Regions from separate parts of the Mus musculus genome. Here regions 1, 2, 3 and 4 are each linked to region 5. A link is a contact called in public HiCAR-type, HiChIP or PLAC-seq and promoter capture Hi-C data. All regions are on one chromosome and are shown on one strand. The core of a region is the stretch at or near the end of the contact, and the rest is flanking DNA. Distances in the headings are between cores, read along the strand shown. Region 1 holds the start of Stap2 (signal transducing adaptor family member 2). Region 2 holds the start of Zfp119a (zinc finger protein 119a). Region 3 holds the start of Fsd1 (fibronectin type 3 and SPRY domain-containing protein). Region 4 holds the start of Zfp119b (zinc finger protein 119b). Region 5 holds the start of Gtf2f1 (general transcription factor IIF, polypeptide 1).

What was found. Promoter capture Hi-C pulls out the DNA fragments that hold promoters and counts their contacts. HiCAR-type assays count read pairs that join an accessible place to other places. HiChIP or PLAC-seq counts read pairs in DNA pulled down with a chosen protein or histone mark.
Region 1: a contact with region 5 is called in an HNF4G HiChIP or PLAC-seq map of pancreatic cancer cells. The contact joins the promoter of Stap2 here to the promoter of Gtf2f1 in region 5. A contact is called at or near these places in 2 of 39 promoter capture datasets (erythroid cells and liver), 2 of 115 datasets of contacts at active chromatin or transcription factors (embryonic stem cells and pancreatic cancer cells) and 1 of 9 other capture datasets (liver).
Region 2: a promoter capture Hi-C map of liver shows a contact between it and region 5, with 4 times the contacts expected there. The contact joins the promoter of Zfp119a here to the promoter of Gtf2f1 in region 5. A contact is called at or near these places in 4 of 39 promoter capture datasets (hippocampal neurons, liver and pre-B cells), 1 of 115 datasets of contacts at active chromatin or transcription factors (astrocytes) and 1 of 9 other capture datasets (adipose tissue).
Region 3: a promoter capture Hi-C map of hippocampal neurons shows a contact between it and region 5, with 2.7 times the contacts expected there. The contact joins the promoter of Fsd1 here to the promoter of Gtf2f1 in region 5. A contact is called at or near these places in 3 of 39 promoter capture datasets (embryonic stem cells, hippocampal neurons and liver) and 1 of 9 other capture datasets (macrophages).
Region 4: a HiCAR-type map of astrocytes shows a contact between it and region 5, with 4 times the contacts expected there. The contact joins the promoter of Zfp119b here to the promoter of Gtf2f1 in region 5. A contact is called at or near these places in 5 of 39 promoter capture datasets (embryonic stem cells, erythroid cells, hippocampal neurons and 2 more), 4 of 484 Hi-C or Micro-C datasets (B cells, double positive thymocytes, olfactory sensory neurons and 1 more), 2 of 115 datasets of contacts at active chromatin or transcription factors (astrocytes and microglia) and 1 of 9 other capture datasets (liver).

Annotation. Positions count from the first base shown.
Region 1 is chr17:56,006,777-56,011,747 of GRCm38.p6, reverse strand. Stap2 (signal transducing adaptor family member 2) reads left to right here and starts at 3,612. Exons shown (of 14, transcript NM_145934.3): 1 at 3,612-4,331. It overlaps Mpnd (MPN domain containing), which reads right to left and starts at 2,547. Exons shown (of 13, transcript NM_026530.5): 1 at 2,492-2,547; 2 at 2,162-2,418; 3 at 1,235-1,471; 4 at 637-760; 5 at 49-130. The coding sequence starts at 2,498.
Region 2 is chr17:55,876,475-55,881,878 of GRCm38.p6, reverse strand. It overlaps Zfp119a (zinc finger protein 119a), which reads left to right and starts at 2,926. Exons shown (of 4, transcript NM_144546.6): 1 at 2,926-3,019. The coding sequence starts at 3,017.
Region 3 is chr17:55,982,557-55,987,845 of GRCm38.p6, reverse strand. Fsd1 (fibronectin type 3 and SPRY domain-containing protein) reads right to left here and starts at 1,335. Exons shown (of 13, transcript NM_183178.2): 1 at 1,193-1,335; 2 at 8-103. The coding sequence starts at 1,207.
Region 4 is chr17:55,943,240-55,948,226 of GRCm38.p6, reverse strand. It overlaps Zfp119b (zinc finger protein 119b), which reads left to right and starts at 2,968. Exons shown (of 4, transcript NM_146249.4): 1 at 2,968-3,055. The coding sequence starts at 3,053.
Region 5 is chr17:57,009,262-57,014,390 of GRCm38.p6, reverse strand. Gtf2f1 (general transcription factor IIF, polypeptide 1) reads left to right here and starts at 3,103. Exons shown (of 13, transcript NM_133801.2): 1 at 3,103-3,282; 2 at 3,369-3,415; 3 at 4,631-4,703. The coding sequence starts at 3,271. It also overlaps the pseudogene Gm17949.

The DNA.
Region 1 (4,971 bases), core at 2,363-4,862, 1.0 Mb after region 5:
ACCAAGGATTCCAGGGAAGCCAGGACCAGGGCAGATGATGTAACTGACCTGGCGGAGTCTCGGCTGCCCAGCATGCAGTAACGGATGGGCACTGGCACCTTGTCCATACGCTTCCCTGGGGGTGTGGCCTCTGGAGAAAGGGATGGGGGGAGAGGAGAGGGGGAGGGAGAGAGAAGTCACTGTAAGCCCTCTGCTCTCTTCTCTTCGCATAGAAGCAAGGATGCCCAAGGGAGCCAGAGGAAGCAGGGCCAGCGAGATGGCTCAGCAGATCTTGCAACCAAGTGTGATGACCTGAGTTTGATTCCTAGACCCCACATGGTGGAAGAAGGGACCCAACTTCTGATCTACATGCCCCATCACAATAAATAGATAATACATGCCCTTAACCCTAGCACTCAGAGGATGCATCTCTGTGAGTTCTGAGCCAGTCAGGGCTACAATGAGAACCTGTCTCAGAGAGAGAGAGACAGAGACAGAGACAGACAGAAAGAGAGAGAGAGAGAGAGAGAGAGAGAGAGAGAGAGAATGAGAGAGAGAGAGAGAATATGAATATGAATCAGGATTCAGGATTCCCCAGGCCTAAGAAACATCAAAGCCATCTTCCCACATCATAGTGCCTCTGCCCTGGCCCCTCACCTGGCTCCAAGGAACCCTTCCCAGGGGGTCTGTGGCCTTTGTCCTCTGATGAGACCCCAGCCAGCACATCTTCTTCCTCCTCCTCCAACAGCAGTTCTTCCTCCTCCCCTTCACTGGTGGGACTCTGGTGGGAATGGAGTGTAGCAACAACATCAGCTGGGAGCTTCACTCAGTACAAACTGGAGCCCAGGCTTGAGCCCGAGGTGCCATTGCCTGGACCAACCGCCAGAGGGCGACGGTGAGCAGAGGTGTCCGAGGTGCGGATTCTCCCCACGCTTGGGATTCAGCCTGTCTTCTCCTGGCTGTACTACTTCGGGTGAGACTGACTGTCTCGGAGCCCTGTCTCTCCCCTGACAGTCTCCCTGCAGCAGTTCCCTCTGCCAATAGTATTCATGACCCCCACCTCCTTCAGGATCAAAGCCCAAGTCCTCCGGGCAGCCCAGGAGGCCCTCCTGGCCTTGCTTGCCCCTCCCTGCCTTCCTCCTTCCCGTGCTTCAGAATTCAGGCCGTCTTGCTGAATCACATCAGACTCTATCTTGCCCCACGGCCTTTGCAACCTCATCCCCACAGCGCAAGGTGGAAGGCACGTACTTCCTACCTCATCGGCCGTAGCTACAGGCATATGTAGCTGGTGCCGGCGAAGCCAGGCGGCCTTGTATTTGTCCAGCTTCTGGCCCTTGTACTTGACAGAGGCCCAGCCACAGCCAGATTTCTTGGCTGGGTTGACGAGCTTCTTGCAGTGTGTGGCCCAGGCGCTGGGTGAGTTGAAGACTTGTCCAGTTTCCTGCCACACGATCCTGCCATCCAGCTGCAGGTCCCCAGTAAACTTCCTGCCCTGCAGCGACAGAGGGGGCTGAAACACTTCAGTCCTAGTGATTCCTAACTCCTTTCTCCCTGAGGCTTGGCGTCCTTGTTCTTCTAAGGCTCCCAAGAGGTACTGTCACAGGAACTCCATCTTTCACACCAGTACTCCTGGCACTCCACACCCAGATGCACAACTTTAAAATTAAGTAATGGCAGCCAGAGCAGGCATAACGGCCCAGGCCTGTCAGCCCAACTACTGGGGAAGCTGAGGCAGGAAGCACACAACTTCAGAACCTGCTTGGAATACTTAATAAGACTGTTCTCAGAGGTAGAACTCCTGCCTAAAATTCCCAAGTGAGGGGTTGGTTGGGTGCAAGGTCAGGAATTGACCCCCTGCTTAGAATCCCGCAGTGAGGGGGCTGGGGGCATAGTCAGGGGTAAAGCTCCCTTCCATTCTTGGTATCACAAAGAGTTTTTTGGGCGATCATTTTAAATAACAGTACACAGTTTTGAAGCCATCATCTTCATAGAGAGCCTGGGAAGGAAGGCCTCATTTTACAGATGGGGAAGCCGCAATCACACAGATTGGTTGCCCGCGGACACACCCAGATGGCAGTGGTTATAGCTATGTGGCATTGTGATTAACACGGTTCCTCTGGGCTTCAGTTTCTCTTTATACGCTAGCAGTGGAGGACATGAACGGTCTCCGGGGGTCGCTCACCAGGTAGTAGATGGATAGCACCCCCTCACCGGGCTCCAGCAGCTCGTCTTTGAGCAGCACCCGAAGCGTGACCGCGCGCCTCGTGAGCGCGCCCCCTAGGGCCATCCCAGGCCCTGCCGTGCCGCCTCCGCTGCCACCGAGGCTGCCGCTGCGCCCTCCGCTACCCGTCCCGCGCTCGGGGTCCTCGGCCTCCGCGTCGTCCTCATCCTCCTCCGGCGCCTCCTCGGCCGTGGCCCCGGGAGACAGAGACTCGGGAGCTGCAGCGAAATAGCAACTGGCTGCAGAGGTCGCGTCCCGCTGCCCCGTCCCCGCCTGCGCGGACCATCCTACCTGCCATGGACGCTGTGTCCCGGCACAGCCTCCTCCGAGTGAACGGGCTCCTCCCCGCGCGGGGACACAGCAGTCTATTGGTTACTGAAAATGGGTGGGGAGGTTTGGCCCGCCGGGGGCGGAGGGGATACGGAGCGGTTGGGTTGTGCTTGCACTGGAGTTGGAGCGATCCGGTGCAATTTGGCGAAACTAAAGCTGGAGGTTGGGGGAGACCTGGAGAAGGAAACAGGCCCAGGACCTTCTCATTCAGGGACTAGAGATACCATACTCGAGGCCACCAGCTACTAGGTTGCAACTTTGATCCCTGAGCAGGAGTGGCTCAGCTTTCAGGAAAGAGATGGAAACCTTAGGTCTTGGGCCTGCCCACGCGCAGTTAAAGAAATGAGGGAAGACCTTGGGACACAAGGGAAACTGAAGCAGATGGTGAACTAGAGGGAAAAACAGACTCAGGACGCCGCCCCCCATCCCCTGCTCTCAGGGGGACTATACTCCCTTAGTGGGGCTGCATCCTGGAGCTCATGATTCCCTCAGCCTACAGCAGCGATGAAGGAAGCTGCTAGTGAGGCTAGTGCGCTAGCTAAAGGCAGAGCCCTTGATGGTTGGGAGCAGGGAAGAAACAGGTTTGTAAGAAATGTAGAGCCGCTTTAGGAAAGCAGCTGCGCGTTATAGCTGGATCGAAAGGTCTGAGCCTGGCCAGCTTTAGCCTTTCTAGGGTTAACTCAGCCCAATGGCAGTTCTCATCAGCCAATCACCAGGTGCCTCCAGCATCCAATCAGCGACAAGGGATGGTTCCCACTCAGCCAATCGGCGTTCACGTGTAATCAGCGAGCGGGAAGGGGCGGTGTTACTAGGCGCCCAAGGCCCTGGGCCTTTGTTCTCATCCTGATTTGTCCTTCATCACAGATTACCCCAACCCAGGGAGGTCTGAAAATCCGGGTGGCCTCAAACTGGGGAAAGAGGCAGGATGCTCTGGAAAGGTCTGAGTAATGAGAATCATTCTTTTTTTTTTTTAAGATTTGTTTATTTATTTATTATATGTAAGTACACTGTAGCTGTCCTCAGACACTCCAGAAGAGGGAGTCAGATCTCGTTATGGATGGTTGTGAGCCACCATGTGGTTGCTGGGATTTGAACTCCTGACCTTCGGAAGAACAGTCGGGTGCTCTTACCCACTGAGCCATCTCACCAGTCCGAGAACCACTCTTCCCTTAGCCCAGGCCACCAGACTTTGGGCTCCATAGTTTACCGCTTCCAAGTCCCGGCACAATATGCAGGTCTAACCATCTTGTAAACAGGCAAAGCCTTGAGAGAGGCTCCAAGTTCTGCTCACTGGACGTTTTCATCCTGTTTATCTTCCACCTCGATCCAAAAGGGACTTTTCTATGATGTAACTACTGCCACATCCTATCCTTGCGCTACAACAGTCCTTGGCTCCCGGCTAATTTTTCTTTTCCTTCCTTCCACTTGCAGTGATCCTCCTGCTCAGCCCCCTCCTGCTTACGTCATAGGCTTGCATCCCCACACCTAGCTCCCCTGTGGCCTTTGACACTTTGAAGCAACTACTGTGGCTTGACAATGTACAGAAACCTAAAGATAACATTGGTTGAAGATAAAGGAAGGTTGTGCCACTCACAGCCACTATCTGGGTCCCCATCTCCACCCTTTTACCTGTGTAAAGTCCAGGTGCCCTAGCTGGGAACTGAAGAAAATGAGTTCACAATCTGTTCTGCCTTTGCCTTTTGAAAATAGCATCTCGCAGGGCAGTGGTGGCCTGTGATCCTAGCACTTGGGAGGCAGAAGCCGGTGGATTTCTAAATTCAACGCCAGCCTGGTCTACAGAGTGAGTTCCAGGACAGCCAGGGCAATTCAGAGAAATCCTGTCTTGAACCTCCGCCACCCCCCACCCCCCCATCCCCAAAATAGCATCTCAGGCAGACCGCACTAGACTCAAGTTACTATGTAACTACGGCTGCTCCGGTCTCTTCCTCCCAAGTTCTGGGAAAACCCAAATGTACTACCACGCCTGGCCAAATTTACAATTACACACTGATCAATTGTACTGGAATTGACCTTAGAGCCTTGTCCTAGCCAGGAGCCAGGTACACTACCACCACAAGCCAGGCGCCCAGGCCCTCTCAAGACCGTTCTTAGTGGGGGGCCTGGGGGCGTGGTCAGGGCAGAACCTCAGCGCAGAATCACACTGGGAAGGGCTGTGTGTAACCGATAGAGCACTTACTCAGGTTGTGCAAAGGGCTTGAGTTGCTTCTACAGCGACAAGGGGAAAAAAAAAAAAAAAGTAGAAAGCTAAAGAAATAAACTGACTTGGTTTGCGGTTTGTTATAAAATTTCAAAGTACCAAAAGCAGTGAACGTCAGGCCTGCTGTCCCGCACCTGTCTGTCATTTCAGCACTTGAGAGGCTGAGGCAGTTAAAAATCAGCTTGGGGGGCTGGTGAGATGGCTCAGCGGTTAAGAGCACTGA
Region 2 (5,404 bases), core at 1,677-4,176, 1.1 Mb after region 5:
GCGAATATTTTTTTTATGGTTTTAGAGCTTTATTGTAGAAAAGGAGAGAGAGAGAGCGAGAGCGAGAGCGAGAGCGAGAGCGAGAGAGAGAGAGAGAGAGAGAGAGAGAAGGAGAAGAGGCAGAGGGCAGCCAGGCCACGTGGAGAGAGGGGAGAACGGAAGGGGAGAGAGGGAGCAAGAGGGCTAGAGCAAAAGCAAAAGAAGCAAGAGGCCAATATTCTTCAATCGATTCCACAAAATAGAAACAGAAGGAACATTACCCAATTCATTCTATTAAGCTACAATTATGTTTCCACCTAAACCACACAAAGACCCAACAAAGAAAGAGAACTTCAGACCAATCTCCCTTATGAACACTGATGCAAAAATACTCAACACAATTCTTGCCAACCAAATCCAAGAACATGCTTGTACTGGCTAGTTTTGTGTCAACCTGACACAGCTGGAGTTATCACAGAGAAAGGAGTTTCAGTTGGGGAAAATGCCTCCACGAGATCCAGATGTAAGGCATTTTCTCAATTAGTGATCAAGCGGGGAGGTCCCCTTGTAGGTGGTGCCACCTCTGGGCTGGTAGTCTTGGTTCTATAAAAGAGCAGGCTGAGCAAGCCAGGGGAAGCAAGCCAGTAAGGAACATCCCTCCATGGCTTCTGCATCAGCTCCTGCTTCCTGACCTGCTTGAGTTCCAGTCCTGACTTCCTTAAGTGATGAACAGCAATGTGGAAGTGTAAGCCGAATAAACCCTCTCCTCCCCAACTTGCTTCTTGGTCATGATATTTTGTCCAGGAATAGAAAACCTGACTAAGACAACGATCATTCACCACGGTCAAGTAGGTTTCATCCCAGGGATGCAGGGATGGTTCAATAATACGGAAATCCATCAATGTAATCTACTACATAAACAAACTGAGAAAGCATTTGACAAAATCCAACACCCCTTCATGATAAAAGTCTTGGAAAGATCAGGAATTCAAGGCCCATACCTAAACATAATAAAAGCAATACACAGCAAACCAATAGCCAACATCAAACTAAATGGAGAGAAACTTGAAGCAATCCCACTAAAATCAGGGACTAGACAAGGCTGCCCGCTCTCTCCTTACCTATTCAATAAAGTACTCGGAGTCCTAGCCAGAGAATTAGACAACAAAAGGAGATGAAAGGGATACAAGTTGGAAAGGAAGAAGTCAAAATATCACTATTTGCAGATGATAATGATATTACACTTAAGTGACCCCAAAAATTCTACCAGAGAACTCCTACAGCTGATAAACAACTCCAGCAAGGTGGCTGGATATAAAAGGAACTCAAACAAATCAGTAGCCTTCCTGTACTCAAATGATAAACAGGCTGAGAAAGAAATTAGGGAAATGACACCCTTCACAATAGTCACGGTACTATTACATACCTTAGTGTGACTCTAACCAAGCAAATGAAAGATCTGTATGACAAGAACTTCGAGTCCCTGAAGAAAGAAATGGAAGATCTCAGAAGATGGAATGATCTCCCATGCTCATGGATTGGCAGGATTAATATAGTAAAAATGGCCACCTTGCCCCATACAATCTACCGAGTCAATGTAATCCCCATCAAAATTCCAACTCAATTCTTCACACAGTTAGAAAGAGCAATTTGCAAATTCATCTGGAATAACAAAAAAAGTAAAACAAAACGAAACAGGATAATGAAAACTATTCTCAATGATAAAAGAAATTCTGGGGGAATTCACTATCCCTGACCTCAAGCTGTATTACAGAGCAATAGTGATAAAAACTGCATGGTATTGGTATAGAGACCGGCAGGTAGATCAATGGAACAGAATTGAAGACCCAGAAATGAACCCACACACCTATGGTCACTTGATCACACCCTGGTCACCTCCCCTTTGGGGGCCAGAATAGTTGGTGTTTGGGTTCATAGACCAAGCTGGTTTAAACTTTTTTTTTTTGGAGACAGGATTTCTTTGTGTATCCTCCCTGGCTGTCCTGGAATTACTAGGCTTAAACTTTTGATGTCCTGACTCCACTTCCCAAGTGCTGGCATAATGAGCCAGTGCAACCACTAAAGGCTGGGAATGTGTTAGTGTTTTGGCTACCAGTGTTTAGCTGAAAGAAGTGTGAGCAATTTAGATGAGTCTTTTTAAAAATGGATGATGCCTGGTGAATATCAACCAGGAGGTTTAAATTTGACCTGGATAGTCTGGATGCTCTTTTGGCTGTGAGGCAGGTGGATCACTCCACTTGAGGTTGTTTAGTGATCTGTGTATGCTAGAGACCTTGTGCCTAGATTAAGGAGCCTCCTGAGTGCAGCAGAGCAGGGACGACTGTGCAGTCCTGCTGTTAGGAAACATAATGGAGTGAGGTGAAGTAGCTTTGGCAGATCGAGCTGAAGTGTGTCCTGAGAAATTACGCCATGCATCTGGTGTAAAAAAGCTTTATTGGGGGGTGGGGGTTGGGGGACTGAGGTCCTGGCGAAGGGACAGAGGCAGAGAAGTGGGCATATGACAGGCAGAGAGAGAAAGGAGCGCACACCGGGAACAGAGAGACGGCCTGCCGAGTAGGGAGAGAGCTCCGGTGGCTGGTGGGTGGATACATTCATCCTGAAACAGACCGGGCGCGCCTGATGGCATCGGCAGGTGATGGCATCTGATGACAGAAGTCTCTGCTAGGTCCCCGAGAGTAGGCTTGTGGACCTGCCTGTACGCTAACAGGCGCAAGTTCTATGGCAATGCCTGTCTCTCCGCGTCTGAGACAGTTCTGTGCCTGAGCGGACACCAGGACTGGGAACCACTGTGCTGTGATACTTCACAGCCCTCGGTGACTAGGGGAGCTGTCACTCATTCCTTACTAGCCAATCACGGCCGCATGGATCCGCTAGCCAGAATGGGGAGAGCACTTCCGTTCCCTAATACTAAAGGTTCGGGCTCGGGTCTGAGGGAGGCTCTTGTGGTTCCGTGTCCTGGTCTGCCACCCGCTGCCGGGAGCTGTGAGGAGAGCGGGGCGAGCTCGGTCTCCACGCCATGGTGAGCGGGGCCGCCGTCCCCACGCGGGGAGGAGCCTTGGGAGACTGTGTGGGGTTCCTCCCGGGGTGCGGGAACCGGCGGTCAGACTCGCCGCCCGGCGTGATTGCGTTTGTTCACCTGAGGTCCCTGCACCTCCGGAGCGGAAGCCGGACGTCTGACTTCGATCCCGGGCTGCGCCTGCGCAGAGTGTGGGGCGCGGGTCCTGGAGTGAAAACATCCTTGTTGCTGACGTCACCATGCAGTGAGCGCCTCAGCTGCTTTTCCTGTGTCCAGGGAAGGCAGATGTGCTGACATGGAGAACCCTAGTTTCTCCGGTGTCTTCTACAAGTTCTGCACTTGGCACCTGAGGTTCTGATGTATGATCCGTCCGCAGTTAATTCTGTGCAGATGCAAAGTGTTTGCCATCGACACAGACTTGTAGATGCCTTGACCGTCCAGTAACGTGTGTTAGTAAGGCCAGGCTCACTGGGTTTCCTGGCCTCTTTCATCAACATTTACTCTATTTTAGTTGTGTGTTTTTTTTTCTTTTCTTTCTAAATTTTCTCTCATGTTCTGTTGATCTCTATTCTTTCCCAGGAAGTACTGTGCAGGCAGGTTTTCCCGGTTCTCTGAGAGAACTGGGTGGGGAGGGAAACAAGGGATAATAGCGAGCAATCAGAGAAAAGATACACACTTAAACCTGAGTTTGCAGGCCTCCAATTGTTTAATTTCTTCTTAGACAAGTTAGGGAAGGTTATTTTAAGGAAGCCTGTAACCCCTCTAGAGGAGTTAGTGTAGAGGAGTAAAGCTTTGTTCTCTTTATTTACTAAGACCAAACCTTCCTTGTTAGTTAGAAAAGACCTGTTCTGTCCCATAGTAAGGAGAAGTCTGCCTGCTCCTTCTGCTCTCTGCAGCTCTTTTTTTTTTCTCTTCCCTCTGCATTCTGTACATTGCTCTCATAGTTGTTTTTTTTTTTTTTTATGTTATCTATGGTTTCTAAGTTGTTCCACTCTGTATTCTCCTTCTAATCTTGCTCTCTCTTTCTGTTCAGATGTCACAAAAATGCTCTTATTCTCATTGCCTATATGATTTGATTTATGCCCCACAGGGTTGCCTTGGTCCAATCTTTCCTTCTTTGTAAAGGAAAAGTGTATTCTGAGCCCATGCATGTTGAGAAGTTATACTTTTTGTTTATTTTGATTTATAGAATTTGTATATTTTGAGTTTATATGATGTCAAAGTCAAGAGATTGCCCTTAGTATTCGACGAAACTTTAGACATTTAAACAGTGTTGGGACTGTGATATAATATGGAGATCTTTGAAATGAGAATAATTACATTTTGAATTATTGCTAGACTAGGAGCCTGTGATGGTTTGAATATGCTTGGCCCGTGGGAAGTGGCACTATTAGGAGGTTAGAGCCTCATCGGAAGAGGTGTGGCCTTGTTAGAGGAAGAGTGTGACTAAGAGGGTAGGCTTTACGGTCTGCTACAGCTCAAGCTTCACCCAGTGTAGAGAGCCTTTTCTTAGCTGCCTGTGGAAGAAAGTCTCCTGGTTGCAATTGGATCAAGGTTTAGAACTCTCAGCTCCTCTAGCGCCCTGTCTGCCTGCAGGCTGCCATGCTTTCTGCCATGATGATAATGGACTGGATCTCTGAAACTGTAAGTCAGCCCCAGTTAAATGTTTCATTTTATACAAATTGCTTTGGTTATGGTGTCTCTTCACAGCAACAAGACCCTGATTAAGAGAGAAGTTGGTACCAGGGACTAGGGTATTGCTGTGATAGGCCTAACCATACTTTTGTTTGGATGAATTCAAATTTTGGATCTTTGGGTTTGTAAACCTGCGGAGTACTTTAAGTGGAGCTTAATGGGCCATCCTAGCAGAAATATGGACGACATCAGTGCTGAGGGTGAATTGAATTCTGGTGGCCTGCCTGTCTCAAGAGCTTTCAAAGGGAAAGAACTTTCCTATGTTATCTAGAATTTGCTCTTGTGATATTTTGGTGAAGAATATGACTTCTTTTTTGCCCTTGTCTCAAGAGTCTGCCTGAGGCTAAGGTAAAGAGATTTATATTAAATGCATTGACAAAGGAAGCTTCAAAAACAGCCTAGTTTAGACTTTATCCTGTGGTTCACTTTTTTTTTTTGGTAGAATATGATTTTAATATTTTCAACTGTTAATATTTAACAAGCAGAATAATTATTTTAAGATATATTTTGTTGTTATGTCTCTCTTTTCATTTTTGATTTTATTAATTTGGATACTATCTCTGTGCCCTCTGGTTAGTCTGGCTAAGGGTTTATCTATCTTGTTGATTTTCCTCAAAGAATCAGCTCTTAGTTTTGTTGATTCTTTGTATAGTTCTTTTTGTTTCTATTTGTTTAATTACAGCCCTGAGTTTG
Region 3 (5,289 bases), core at 86-2,585, 1.0 Mb after region 5:
TGTTCACCTCTACATTCAGCAACATCTGCTTCAGGGAGTAGATGAAGGTCTGCGTCTCCTCATTCTTCATGGCCAGGGTAGTGATGATTTTTCTTAGCGCCTCCTGGGGGACAGAAGGAACATGGGGCAGCAGGTTGGGGGAGCGCTGTCCTCCAGGAATACAGGTCTGATGTGAGGCTGTGAGATTCCCATAGTAGAGAAGAAAACTGGAGCCCACAGAGCCTCTCAGGGACAGACTTTGAGCACTGAGCTTATTTGGTTTTGACTTTGGGTGTGTGTGTGTGTGTGTGTGTGTGTGTGTGTGCACATATGTATGCATGCACATGCATGTGGAGGCCAGGGGTCAATGTTGGCTGTCTTCCTCTCTCAATGTCCACCTATTACTTGAGTATGGTTTCTCAGTGAGCCTGGTCTAGGCCAGCTGCCATCGAGCCCCAGGGATCCTCCTGTGTCCGTGTCCCTAGGGCTGGGGCTGTAGTGTATGCAGCTACACACTAAACTAGCTTCCTACGTGGGCGTTGGGAACTTGAACTCAGGTTCTCACATTTGCATAGCAAACACTTTACCCACTGAGACACCTCCACAGCTCCTTGTTCAGTTTTGGAGACAGAGTCTCACTGTGTAGCCTAGGCTAGTCTTGAACTAACATCTACCTCTTGCCTCTACCTCTAGAGGATAGGACACAGGAGTGTACCACCAGCAACCCAGGCCAGTAGGTGCATCTTTAAAGCTGAAGGTGAGCTGCACCGAGAGAGTAGTCTGGGCAAGGCGAGTCCCAGAGTCCAACTGAGTATATGGAGAAACAAACTTCTCCTGGGAGAGGCGTGATAGGCAGGGGTCCGCCTGGGAAGTGGACGGGTTTCACTTGGGCAGCTGGAAGGTCTTGCTTGTGAAGGACTGGGCAAGGAGAGGAGGATCCTCTGGGAAAGCAGGTGGAGGACACCAGAAGCCGGTTCCCACCCAGGGTGGTGGGGCTGGGCCCTGCGTAGCTTGGGTTGGTGACCTGTGGGGTGGATTAGGATCCCAGGCTAGGATGACGAGATGCTGAGGGAGGGCAGGAGCGGGGAGGAGAGGTAGGGGGTCTGCGTGTTAACAGGAGCCGCTGTGCGGGCGGCCCGTGCGGGGGGAGGGGCGCTGCGGCATCACCTGGTCCCCTCCCTGTTCCCAATCCCTGCATTTCTCCAGGTCCTACCCTCTGGTCTTCCATAGTTGCAGCCCCCTGTTGCCTTGGCCTGGCCGCGGGTCCCCTTCAGCTGGTTCTCCAAACCCTTAAAGTTCCTTGGACGCAGACAGCAGCCAACTAGCCTTCCGTGCCCTCGCCGCCTCCGCCGCCGCGCCCCCTGCTCAGCGCTCCATCACTACATGTACTACGCATGCGCGAGCGACCGGCGCTGCTTGGGAAATGTAGTTGTCTTCCTCCGGAGCTTGGGTTATCCCAGTGTAATACTGGGAGGGATGAGGAAGCCCTCAGGCGGAAGGCAGGATATCTGAGTTTGGCCTCTTATCCTGTCTTGTGAACTCAGGACTATCCCTTACTCACCTCAGATTGATCCGGTTTGCTATTCAAATTGGCACCCAGGGTGCCCACCCTTTCCTACCCTGAGAGCTGTCCTTCGGTGGCCCACATGCTTGCCACTTACTGCTTGTACAACCAACCAGAATAGAGCCATTATGGTCGCACAGTGAGACAAGGTCCTATACATCCCCCAAAGCCTCAGATTGTATCTTCCCCTAGAAACCTTTCTACCAGCCCTTGCTCTTCAGGGCTAGACATATTTATCTAAAGAGTTCATCTGCTATTAGCCCGGCAAAGGCTGAGGCAGAGTTTCTCAACCACATTGGGGTCAAATGACTTCTTCACAGGGATCGCCTAAGACCCTTGGAAAACAAAAATATTTACGTTATGATTCATAACAGTAGCAAAATTATGGGTATGAAGTAGCAATGAAAAATTTTATGGGTGGGGGGTCACCACAACATGAGGGACTATATTAAAGGGTTCAAGCATTAGGAAGGTTGAGGACCACCAGCCTGGGGCTTCATCAACCCCAGGGTCTTTAAACACTGCCCTCCCCCCACTCCTAAGAAAATAGGTCATGGTTGTGATTGGGTATGAGACAACTCTCTTGGTCAACTATTACAGTATTGGCCACTGACCCCAGAGTGGGGCTGAGGCTGGAAGTTGACTGTGAGAACCACTCACCACTCAAAGCCTCCGCTTCTGCCCAGACCTTGCAGGTGGCCATGAGAACCTGTAAGAGGCAGACTTGGCCTGGACAGGTTAAGACCACTTCATTCACAGAGAGGTCCTAACCTTCCAGCGGGAATGAAGATGGCATAATTGGCTGGGGATGTCTGTGCACTCACTGCCCACCAGGAGTTACAGCTGCCCTTATGGTTTGACTGAGAACAGGGTGACTTGATTTTCCTACCAGAGGAGGTCTCTCTCTCTAAAGCCCAGACTGGCCTGCAACTCAAGAGACTCCCTGCCTCTGCTTCCCGAGTGCTGGGATTAAAGGTGTGCGCACCACACCCGGCACAATGGCAACAGCGGTGACACTGATGGTTATTACCTGTGTGACCCCAAAGTTACCACAGAATTCTGCTGACATGGCCTAGCCCCATGCCCAGAACTGCAGACTGCAACAAGGGAAAGACTTGAGACCCCGGAACTTAGACAGGGGATTCCTAACTTATGTTGCCCAGGCTGGCCTTATACTCCACGTGTAGCCAAGGCTACCCTGTGTGAAGGTATTAGATTCCTTAGAACTGGAGTTATGGATAGTTGTGAGCTGCCATGTGGGTGCTGGGAGTTGAACCAGGTCCTCTGGAAGAGCAAACAGTGCTCTTTAGTGCTGAGCCATCTCTCCAGCCTTACCCTGGAAGTCTTGATCCTCCTGCCTTTACTGTGTTGGGATAACAGGTGTGCCCCACCATGTTTGTGTTAGGGGGTGCTAGAGTTGGAACCCAGGCCTTGTGTGCTCTGGAAGAGTGCCCACCCCACTGAGCCCTGGGCTCTCATCTCTCACCACCCCTCTGTCTCACACTCTGCCCTTGCTTTTCCTCTGCATCCTTTGTATATTTCTGTAGAATCTTCAAAGAGGTTTCCATTTCCACCACCCCAGTCTCTACACTCACAGATAAATGCATACTCCCTTTTGGATGTAGAATACTTTGAGAGAAACTGAGGCATGGGGTGGAAGGTACTCAGCCCCTTTCTCCTCACAGCCTGGAACACAGGATGTCTGCCTGCCCTCTGTCTTTCCCCACCCTCAGTGTCACTTCAACGGAGGTGGGGTGGATACTGTGACAGGAAGAGAGTGTGTGGGGTGGCTGAGGTGACACAGGTGCAGCATGGTGGCATGGTGAGCCTGGGGCCTGATGGTTCAGGGATGGGTTCTCCTGGCTGGGTATTCATCCTTCTGCAGCTCTGGGGTGAATATCTGGGGGTCCCCACTTTATGTATCCCCTCCAGTTATCTAGCCCACTTCAGCTGCCTGATTCCTCATCAGAACCACCCTGAACTTCAGTCTCCTCTTCTGGACACTTAGGCCCTCATGGAGGTTGGATGCCCTTATGGAGTCTTCAGAAGAATTCAAACCACAACTTAAACACCAGCCTTTGGGGACCTGGGACTCCGCCTCTTTGGCCCTCACACTTTTTTGTTCCTTTGAGACAGGATACTGCTTTTGGGGGGGGGGTCAGGTTCCTACTATGTAGCCCAGGCTGGCCTGGAACTCAGAGATCTGCTTGCTTTTGCTTCCAAAGAGTTGGAATAAATGCATGTTCCACCATTGTCTTAGTTAGGGTTTTACTGCTGTGAACAGACACCATGACCAATGCAAGTCTTATAAAAACAACATTTAATTGGGGCTGCCTTACAGGTTCAGAGGTTCAGTCCATCATCACCAAGGTGGGAGCATGGCAGTATCCAGGCAGGCATGGTGCAGGCAGAGCTGAGAGTTCTACATCTTCATCCAAAGGCTGCTAGTGGAAGACTGACTTCCAGGCAACTGGGGTGAGAGTCTTAAGCCCACACCCACAGTAACACACCTACTCCAACCAGGTCACACCTATTCCAACAAGGCCACACCTCCAAATGGTGCCACTCCTTGGTCCAAGAATATACAAACCATCACATTCCACTCCCTGGCCCTCATAGAATTGTTCAAAAACATGAGTCTATGGGGGCCATACTTAAACATAGCATAATGCAAATGCATTCAGTCCAACTTTCAAAGTCCTCATAGTCTATAGCAGTCTCAACAATGTTAAAAGTCCAAAGTTCAAGGGCTCTTCTGAGATTCATCCAACTAATTAACTGTAATCTCCAAAGCAAGGCAGGAAACCAGCTGGGCAAACTCCAAACTCTGCATCTCCATGGCTGATGTCAAAGCAATCTTCAGATCTCCATTCCTTTTTCATCGTTGTTGACTGAAACAAACTGCTTTCTCCTGGGCTAGTTCCACTCCCTGTTAGCAGCTTTCCTCAGCATGTATTTCACGGCTCTGGCATCTTTAACATCTTTGAGTCTCCAAGGCAATTTCAGTCTTTGGACTCCTCCTAAGGGCTGCTGGCATCACATCTCCAGCTCTGCCCTCTGTAGCATTCTATGATCAGGTTGATCCACTCCATTATGGCTACTGTTCTCGGTGATCATCCCATGGTACTGACATCTCCAATACACTGGGGTGTTCCACTCCAACTAGGCTTCACCAATAGCCTCTCATAGGCTCTCTTCATGGTGCCAAGCATCAAATCCTTTGCCTAACCCATTCAGTCCTGGGCCATCAACTACAGCTGAGGCTACACCTTCTCCAATAGCCTTCCATGACCTCTCACAGTGCCAAGCCTCAGCTGTTCTTCATGACACCTTCATGCCTTCAAAACCAGTACCACCTGGGTAACTCTTAAACATTACCAAGTCCAGCTGCAGCATGAGGTACAACCTTGGCTATCTCTGGAACACAGCTTCTTTGTGCTCCCAGAAAACAACTCCCAGATTTCAACTCAGTGATGCTGGTCTCTTCTTAATCATTGCTAATGTCTTAGTTCCAACTAACCAGCATCAATTTTCCCAGTAGTTCCTTCCATTCTTACTTAACTCTAGAGCCAGAGCCACATGGCTGAAGCTGCCGAATTCTGGTGCTTACAGGAACTAGAACATGATCCCCTTGTACTATTACATTATCACTGGCTTTATGTTTTCCAAATCCTTCACTGCCTAAGCTTGGCTATCCTGGTTCTTGCTCTGTAGATTGACCTTGAATGCCTGTCTCATGGAATTAA
Region 4 (4,987 bases), core at 1,719-4,218, 1.1 Mb after region 5:
GTCACAGGACTTCAGTAGGGGGAGTCACTGCCTAGATGCGTGATGAAAAGCCCTCTCTTGGGGTCCCAGAGCCTCAGCGTTCCCACAAGAAATGGTTCCTGTCACAAATGAACTATTGTAAAGAGCCGATGGCCACAGAATAGATCCCGTCTTCAGTCTGGATGCTGTGTAAGCACTGCCTGAGCAGGCCAAAGGCAAAGTCCCCGCCCCAGAGAGAGACCTTGGTGCATCCTCCTAAGGCTGTGATTGGACAGGTCCCGTCTTCACGGTTTACTTCACTCATTTTAGTATAGATTTCTTTGCTTTTTGTCTTTCTTTCTTAAATTTTTTTCTTTGTCAACTCAGAATAGCATTAGTTGTTTAATCCAGCAGGAACTGCCCAGGAGATAGGAATTTCCGTGAAATACTCTTCAGTTGTAGGAAGTTGGTGGGAACTGTGAATGCTCTGCTTCCTAGTGTGACGCTGGCAGTGTGGTGAAGGTCTATTTTGAGCAGTGGTTGTACTAACACACAGCTAGCTATTCTGCCGGATTTTCTCTGTCTTGGTGATTTTTAAATTTTTTTTGTTTGTATTGATTTCTGTTTAAAAATTCTGAATTTGCTGGGCAGTGGTGGCACATGCCTTTAATCCCAGCACTTGGGAGACAGAGGCAGGTGGATTTCTGAGTTCAAGGCCAGCCTGGTCTACAAAGTGAGTTCCAGGACAGCCAGGGCTATACAGAGAAACCCTGTCTCGAAAACAAAACAAACAAAACAAAACAAAACAAAACAAAAATCTGAATCTGTGCCATTGAGACATGTGTGAGCAAACATACCATAGCACATATGTAAAGGTCAGAGGACAAGTTGGAGGAGTGGCTTCTCTCCTGTGTATTGACCTCAGGATATCACACTTGATTGCAAGTGTCCTTCCTTACTGAGCAAACTACCTGGTTCCTCTCACAGTATTCCCTTCTGATCCACCTATTTCAGTATGTTGGTTGTAGTAGCTCTACTTTCATTAAAAACAAACAAACAAACAAACAAACAAACAAACCAACAACAAAAAAACCCGGGCACTCATTCTAGAGCCCCTCCCATGTGTGGCCAGAATCCACTGAGCATAATAGAAAAGTTATTTTGAGGAAGGGTCTGGCTAAGTTAACCAAGTATTTTGTAAACACAGCCTGTAGTCATACCAGGCCTTAAACTTGTGATGCTTCGGACTCACCATTCCATGTGGTGGGATTCCAAGAACAGACCACCACTCTTGACTCTAAATGCATGTGAGAAATTAGCAATTTGTGTCGGCCTTTTTTCAAAAGGTAGTTTAGCTAAAGGTGTTTCAATTATGGTTTTAAAAAAAATCAACTTTTGGTGCCATTAGTAGTTTATTATTCCCTATCATGTAGCTGTCATCTCCAATCTCTCCTACTCTTTCTTTCTCAGCACTAGCTGTCCATGAATTGATTCTTGGGTTCCTATTTTCATATGTGTTTTTGTTTAGGTTGGAGGTGGGTCTTTGGGGAGCTAGGCCTATCCAAGGCTTTCTCAGATGCCCCGATGAAAGCACCAAGGGATCATTGCTTTTGTGACCTCTCCAAGAGCAGACTTGGGAAGGTCTGGTCTGGTGCTTGGGCAAGCATCTTGAAGGAGTCAAAGGAACCACGGTCTTCAGTTATCAGTCTCATGGGTATCAGTCTCATGGCCAGTGTGTGCTCACTATGAGGTATCTATCCTGTGTCCTTCTAGCCAACATTGCTAAATTATCTTTCTGCTGACTGTCTCATTCTCCACCTATAGTGTATCAGAGCTGTATATCATCTGAAAAAACTTGCTTAACATGAGCCATCATGTTATGCAAGACATAGTGACCCCAAACTTTCTATTTTTGTCTTCTCCTCCCAGGTTCTCACCCTGGTCACCTCCCCTTTGGGGGCCAGAATAGTTGGTGTTTGGGTTCATAGACCAAGCTGGTTTAAACTTTTTTTTTTTTTGTGAGACAGGATTGCTTTGTGTATCCCTCCCTGGCTGTCCTGGAACTACTCTTTATACTAGGCTTAAACTTTTGATGTCCTGACTCCATTTCCCAAGTGCTGGCATGATGAGCCAGTGCAACCACTAAAGGCTGGGAATGTGTGTTTTGGCTACCAGTGTTTAACTGAGAGAAGTGTGAGCAATTTAGATGAGTCTTTTTAAAAAATGGTTGATGCCCGGTGAATATCAACCAGGAGGTTTAAATTTGACCTGGATAGTCTGGGTGCCCTTTTGGCTGTGAGGCAGGTGGATCACTCCACTTGAGGTTGTTTAGTGATCTGTGTATGCTAGAGACCTTGTGCCTAGATTAAATAGCCTCCTGGGTGCAGCAGAGCAGGGACGACTGCAGTCCTGCTGTTAGGAAACATTATATAGTAAGGTGAAGTAGCTTTGGCAGATCGAGCCGAAGTGTGTCCTGAGAAATTACGCCATGCATCTGGTGTAAAAAAACTTTATTGGGGGTGGGGGTTGGGGGACTGAGGTCCTGGGGAAGGGACAGAGGCAGAGAAGTGGACATGACAGACAGAGAGAGAAAGAAGCGCACACGGGGAACAGAGAGACGGCCTGCTGAGTAGGGAGAGAGCTCCGGTGGCTTAGGTGGATACATTCATCCTGAAACAGACCGGGCGCGCCTGGTGGCATCAGCAAATGATGGCATCTGATGACAGAAGTCTCTGCTAGGTCCCCGAGAGTAGGTTTGTGGACCTGCCTGTACGCTAACAGGCGCAAGTTCTGTGGCGATATGTCCCTGTCTCTCCGCGTCTGGGACAGTTCTGTGCCTGAGCGGAGACCAGGACTGGGAACCACTGTGCTGTGACACTTCACAGCCCTCGGTGTCTAGGGGAGCTGTCACTCATTCCTCACTAGCCAATCACGGCCGCATGGATCCGCTAGCCAGAATGGGGAGAGCACTTCCGTTCCCTAATACTAAAGGTTCGGGCTCGGGTCTGAGGGAGGCTCTTGTGGTTCTGTGTCCTGGTCTGCCACCCGCTGCCGGGAGCTGTGAGGAGAGCGGGGCGAGCTCGGTCTCCACGCCATGGTGAGCGGGGCCGCCGTCCCCACGCGGGGAGGAGCCGCGGGAGACTGTGTTGGGTTCCTCCCGGGGTGCGGGAACCGGCGGTCAGACTCGCCGCCCGGCGTGATTGCGTTTGTTCACCTGAGGTCCCTGCACCTCCGGAGCGGAAGCGCGACGTCTGACTTCGATCCCGGGCTGCGCCTGCGCAGAGTGTGGGGCGCGGGTCCTGGAGTGAAAACATCCTTGTTGCTGACGTCACCATGCAGTGAGCGCCTCAGCTGCTTTTCCTGTGTCCAGGGAAGGCAGATATGCTGACATGGAGAACCCTAGTTTCTCCGGTGTCTTCTACAAGTTCTGCACTTGGCACTTGATGTTCAGGAGTAGGATCCGTCCGCAGTTAGCTCTGTGCAGATGCAAAGTGTTTGCCATCGACACAGACTTGTAGATGCCTTGACCGTCCAGTAACGTGTGTTAGTAAGGCCAGGCTCACTGGGTTTCCTGGTCTCTTTCATCAACATTTACTCTATTTTACTTGTGTATTTTTTTTTTTTTCTGTCTAAGTTTGTTCTCATGTTCTGTTGATCTCTATTCTTTCCCAGGAAGTACTGTGCAGGCAGGTTTTTCCGGTTCCCTGAGAGAACTGGGTGGGGAGGGAAACAAGGGATAATACAGAGAAAAGATACATACTTAGATCTGAGTTTGGTCAGGCAGTGGTGGCGCACGCCTTTAATCCCAGCACTTGGGAGGCAGAGGCAGGTGGATTTCTGAGTTCGAGGCCAGCCTGGTCTACAGAGTGAGGTCCAGGACAGCCAGGGCTACACAGAGAATCCCTGTCTTGAAAAAGCCAAAACCAAACCAAACAAAAGAACAACAACAAACAGAAAAAACATAACAAAAAACCCCTGAGTTTGCAGGCCTCCAATTGTTTAATCTCTACTTAGACAAGGTAAGGAAGGTTATATTAAGAAAACCTGTATCCCAGCCAAAGGAGTTGTCTCTTCCCTATTTGGAAGAAATATTTTCTATCTTTTGTCTATCTGTCTGCTTATTTTTTTTTCTTGCTGTTTATATTTTCTTTCTTTATTGCAGCTGTTTGAGGTTTTGATGTCAGGTTATCGCTGTGTTTAGTATATGTCCAGTTTTGTGTGTTGATTATTTTTTTCATTCTTGGTTACTTATTTTCATCAGTTTCCTTTGGTATCAAAAATGGTGACACTTTTTATTGGGCATTTGTTGAATTTATAGCTCAAATTCTGCATTGTGATATTTTAGCATACTAGCCAAGATGGCAGCATACTACACAGTTGCTTTCTACTCAAGGTTAGGTCATTTCCTGCTAAGGTGAGGCCATCTTCCATCTTCTCAAAGGTTAAATGTAAAGTGCTACAGCCTTTTCCTTAGAAATACCCTTTTACGAGGTTGGCATAAACATAGAAGGAGATGGTACCTATGTCATGGTCTAGGCAGGTAGACCTCCCCACAGTTATGGAATAGAAGATAGATGTCCATGGCCTCAAGCAGAGACAGTTGATTCCATCCTTGTCTTACCATATAGATTGTATTGTGGAAGGCACGCTTTGTCATCTACCTATTTTACCTTCTCAGTCCTCAGACTCAAAGTATTGCTTTGCCTCATGTTATTCCAATTGAGTATGATCTGAGCTGTGATCAGACAGATCTCCTTGTTGGCTGGAATGTAAGACTTCCACATTTCAACTAGTTAAATAGTTGAATCACATTGAAAGCCTTGATAACCTTGTGTTGCACGTCTGCACAGCTAGAAATGCAGCTCCCACACGGCATCATCTACAACAGTCACACTTTAAGCACGCGAGAGAGTGCCTTCATTGCTTCCTCCTGACCTCATCCAAGGTTTTCCAGGTTCCATGAGGGAATGGTGCAGGGAGGGAAACGAGGAATAATACCATGTACTCAGAAAAAAGATAAGGACTTAAG
Region 5 (5,129 bases), core at 1,854-4,353:
TGAGAGCCACCTGAGAATTGAACCCATGTCTACAGAGCAGCTAGGTATCTGTAGCAGCTGAGCCACCTCCCCAGCAACTAGGCATGGAGCCCAAGCTGGCCCTGAATGGAGACTCCCCTGGTCTGCCTCCTGTGTGCTTGGCTCTTTTTCTTTCCTTTACCCCCAACCCCTTTACACTCATATACTGAGCACAAGGCCTCACAAAATGCTAGGCAAACCCTTGTTCTCTGAACTAGGCTCTCAGACTCCTCATACTTTATTTTAGAGAAAGAGTTTCACATAGCCAGGCTCATTGGAAACTTATACTGTCCTTAAACTCAGATATCTTGTCTCTGCCTCCTGAGTGTTGGGATGAACGGTCCAATGACCAAGTCCAATGACCTTGAACTGAACTTCCAATCTTCTTGCCTCCACCTTCCTGAGTGACAGGCTTGTCCTACTATGCCCATCAGATATTCTAAGACTCTACCAGTTTACATTACCTGATACACCATCAATCTAATTCTAGATAAATGTCTCTACTTTGCTGTGTAGGGGAGGAAGTATGTCCCTTCTCAGCAATTTGCTTCCTGGACATTTTCGGTAGGATCCACTGAATATGTGGGTGTGCAGTTTATGGGTACAGCAGCTGATTTGTTTAAGTAACTTATTTATAGGGTCTATGTTACCCAGGCTGACCTCAAATTCCCCATTCTCCTGCCTCAGCCTTCCAGGTCCAAGGATAACAGGTGTTTGTCACTTCATCTGGCTTTCTTTTTCCCTCTCTCCTTTCCTCTCTTCCTTTGTCACTCCCTCCCCCATGCCTGATATAGTCCCTGACATATCCCAGGCTAGAATCTTTTGTTTGTGGGGGAGGGCTAGTTTAAGACAGGGTTTCTGTGTGTCGCTGGCTGTCCTTGAACTCACTCTGTAGACCAGGCTGGCCTCAAACTCACAGAAATCCTTCTGCCTCTGCTTTCCCAAGTGCTGGGATAAAAGATGTGTGTCACCACTGCCTGGCTGGGCTAGACTCTTATTCGATCTAAAAAAAGGTTATTAGATCTCTTTTATCATTTATCTAGTTGGAGAAGGATGGCACATGTGCCATTCATTCACAGGAGTCAGTTCAGGGGTTGAATTCAGGCTGTGAGGCTTGGCCGCAAAATGTCTTCACCCAGTGTGCCATCTCTGGCCCGTAGCACAGACTGGCCTGTCTATGTAGTCAAGGGTGCCTTGCCCAGCATGCACCCAGTTTCTGCTGGGTATGGGACCCAGGACTTTGCGCATTCTAGGCCAGTGACCTTTTTTTTTTTTTTTTTTTTTTTGATTTGTGAGTGTTTGTTTACATGTATGTGTGAGTGTGTGCAAGACCAGAAGAGAGTACAGGAAACCCTGGAAATAGAGTTAACAGATAGTTGTGAGCTGTCATTTGGGTGCTGGGAAGCAAACCCAGCTTCTGGACAGGAGCAGCCAGTGTCCTTAACTCTTACATCACCACAACACTGTCAGATAAGAACAGGTTAGGGCTGCAAGGCAGTCACTGGGCCAGCAGACCCTGGCTTCCTGGGGACTCCGTCCAGCCATGAGTGACCCCATGAACTCCTGTGAACTCTCACCGTGGGTACCAGGAGTCCCTTCTGCATGATGTCCCGGATCTGCCGTCCCCTCTGGGTGCTTCTCTGAGCCTCCTCCCGCAGCAGCTGGCCCAGCTCCACATGGTAGAAGCCGTATTTCAGAGCCATGTTTCTGCACTGGGTCCCTTTCCCGCAGCCGGGCCCCCCCACCACGAAGATGATCAGGGGATACCTCAGGATATCTATGGTGTTCAGGGAAGAAAGATGGTACTAGTGCAAGTCTATAAGAAATCCTGGACTCACGTTGAAGCATCCCCCTGTGGGGATTTTCCTGAGCCATTTGCACAGACCTCCATGAAGTGCCTTAGTGACTCCATCACCCCATTTTACAGATAAAGAAGAGGGCCCTCAAACTCACCCAGTAGCACCCTGCTCCGCCCACCATGCGGTCCTTTCTATGCTGCCTGCTTGTGCCTCTAGTCACACAACCTCTGAGTTGGGATAAGACCTCTCTGCCCTTTCCTCTCCTCCGCAGTCAGCCCTCGTTCTTTGTCCCTTTCAGTTCACTTTGGTCTTCCTAGCCAGCCTCTGTAACTTAAGGCGCACTCCCTGAAGGCGGAGAAATGAATGCCTCCCCTACTAGACACATCTGTGGAGTCAGTTGTTTATGCAAAGACAGTCATGGAATCAGCCTATCTCATTCCTCTCAAGTTCAATGCCTGTGCCTCCCTTGCCCCTCTGCTTAACCAACTCCTTTGCATCCCGTAGGCTCCCTTTCTCTGATTTGTCCCCAGAGAATAGTACTTTCCATTTCCGACACTGGCTCCTCTACTCAAGTTATATGCCAAAGGCATCAACCAACAGTGAGGTGGGAGCATGCGCAGATGCGTTCCTTCCGTGCAGGGGTTGGTGTACACCCCCAGGTAGTGGGGATACTTGCCCATCTCCCCCTTTCGTTGGCCCATGTAAACCAACCACCCCACGTCGTTACCCTTCTCCTGGGGCCTCAAAGCTCTGCCCAGCTGGGGCAGCGTGGACTCGCACAGACCCATCCCGCCCGCAATGCCGGGGTACGCTGGGGCCCTGTCTCCACCCTGCACCGAGTCCCCGGCTCCGCTCTACGTCACAAGGGACTCATTTTGCAAGATCCTCGGGATCCCCATATCCCAGGACACAGAAAACTGAACCTCAGACCCGCCCCAGAAGAGCCGAAGAAGCCACCCCACAGAGTGGGCCTCGGTTGCCATGGCAACTCGGCCTCCGTTCCCGCTTCTTGGACACATTTACGCTTGCGCAAGAGGATCGAGTTCGCGTCTACCAGGAGACTCCATTTCCACCCTACCCAGGATGCTCCGCGGTGCCTGCGTCGTGACGTCACGACGGGCGTGTCTACACGTGACTTTTCCGTGGTATATAAACAGAGAACGCCGCCAAAAGGTGGCTTTCTCTCCGAAGCTGGTGATCTAGAGTAGTTACAGCGGCTGCGCTCTTCTCGGTGTGGCAGCTCAACTTCCGGGTCAGGCTCTAACGCATGCGCAGAGAGTTAGGTCTCTTTTTCTCGTCTTCCAGCATTCTCCGAGACTTAAGGATTTGGAAATCCAAAGCACAGCATCACACTAACGTGACAACCAGGAAAGGTGCCTTCCCTTTCCTGGAGCCGAGGGACACAACGAAGTTCATCCCGTCAGGCCGACCGGGAGCAGCTTGAGCAACGGCCATGGCGGCTCTAGTGAGTATGAATGAGGTGGGGACAGAGGTGTCGCAGAACAGACCCCGCGCCCTCTCCTCGCCTTACAGACCCCTGCTCTCTTGCAGGGCTCCAGCAGCCAGAATGTCACCGAGTACGTCGTCCGAGTCCCCAAGTAAGTCCCCGTCCACCCACACTCCAGAACCTCGGCCCTGTGTTCCCCTGCCACCCCGTCCAAGACACAGTAACAGTTACCCCTTGGTAGTTAATGTCAGGGGTCGGTGACTTTGCCCTGAGTCAGACGGGTCAGGTCAGACATGGTGACTGCCTTTAATCTCAGCACTTGGGAAGCAGATGTAAGAGAATTTCTGTGAGTTCGCAGCCAGCCAGGTCTGTATAGTGAGTTCCAGGACAGCCAGGGCTACATAGTCGGGTCCTGTCCCAAAATAAAAGAAAACCCCAAACTGGTCACAGGTGGTATACATCCTGTTTTTTTGTGCCAAGTGCCATGTCCCTCAACTTCTAACTTTATTTTAGGTGGGTACATGCTAGGCAAGTACTCCACCACCGAGCCACACCCAGCCCCCTCTTAAGTTTTGTTTATTTTGAAGACAAGAGTCTTACTGTGTAGTTCAGATGGTTTGATCAGGCTGGCTTTGAACCCACTCAGATCCATTAAGACCCTTGCCTGCCTGCCCTTCTTTCTACATAGGGGTCCTCCGCACTTTTGGTTCCTTTTTTCTTTTTTTCTCTTTTGGTTTTTCGAGACAGGGTTTCTCTGTGTAGCCCTGGCTGTCCTGGAACTCACCTTGTAGACCAGGCTGGCCTCGAACTCAGAAATCCACCTGCCTCTGCCTCCCAAGTGCTGGGATTAAAGGCATGTGCCAACTCTGCCTGGTGGTCCCTTTGTTTCTTGAAGATTTAATTTATTATCTATGTGTATGAATGTTCTCTCTTGTCTCTCCTCTCTCACTCTCGCTCTTGCTCTCGCTCTCACTCTTTCTGTATGTGATGCTGTAAGAGAGCCTAGTGTCTGTGGATCTTTATCTGATGGGGTTGGGTTGGATGAGATGGATCTTGATTCTTTAAAACAAAACAAAACAAAACCCCTGAAAAACTAGAGCGTGGTTCTCAACTTGCAGGTTGCCTAAGACCATCGGAAAACACAGATATTTACATGACCATTTATAGCTTACAGTTGTGAACTAAACAAAAATAATTTTATGATTGGGTCACCGCAGCATGAGGAGATGTATTAGAGGGTCAGAGCTTTAGAACCATTGCTCTGGAGTCTTTTATGAGTTCCCAGAATTACCTACAACCAAGGGTGTAAAGCATAGATTTGTTGAATGAATAATCAATAGATTGAATAGTTTCTTGCCCATTCCAGGAACACAGCCAAAAGATACAACATAATGGCTTTTAATGCAGCCGATAAAGTCAACTTTGCTACCTGGAACCAGGTAAGTGGGTGATTCTGGGTGGCTGGGGCAGGGACCTAACCCTGGGCTGGTGACTATGTATAGTAATAACTTTACTGAAACGATGGTGCCCACACCTGTGGCTCCAGCAGATTTGTGATTCCAGCCATTTGGTGGCTGAGGCAGAAAGACTGAGTGTTTTAGACCAGCTTGTGCTACATAAATCCTAGCTCCAAAGAAAAGAAGTGCAAAGCAAAGCAAAGCATGTCAGAGGATGTGGTTCAGTCAGTAGAGCACGAATCTAGCATATATGAGGCCAAGCTGGATCCCCAGCGCCATGTATACTAGCCATGGTGGCACACGCCTGTCATCCCAGCACGGGAAGGGGGTAGGACCTCAAACTGAAGATGATCCTTGCCTGCACAGTAAAGCCCACGATACATATAGACGGTGTCTTTTTTTTTTTTT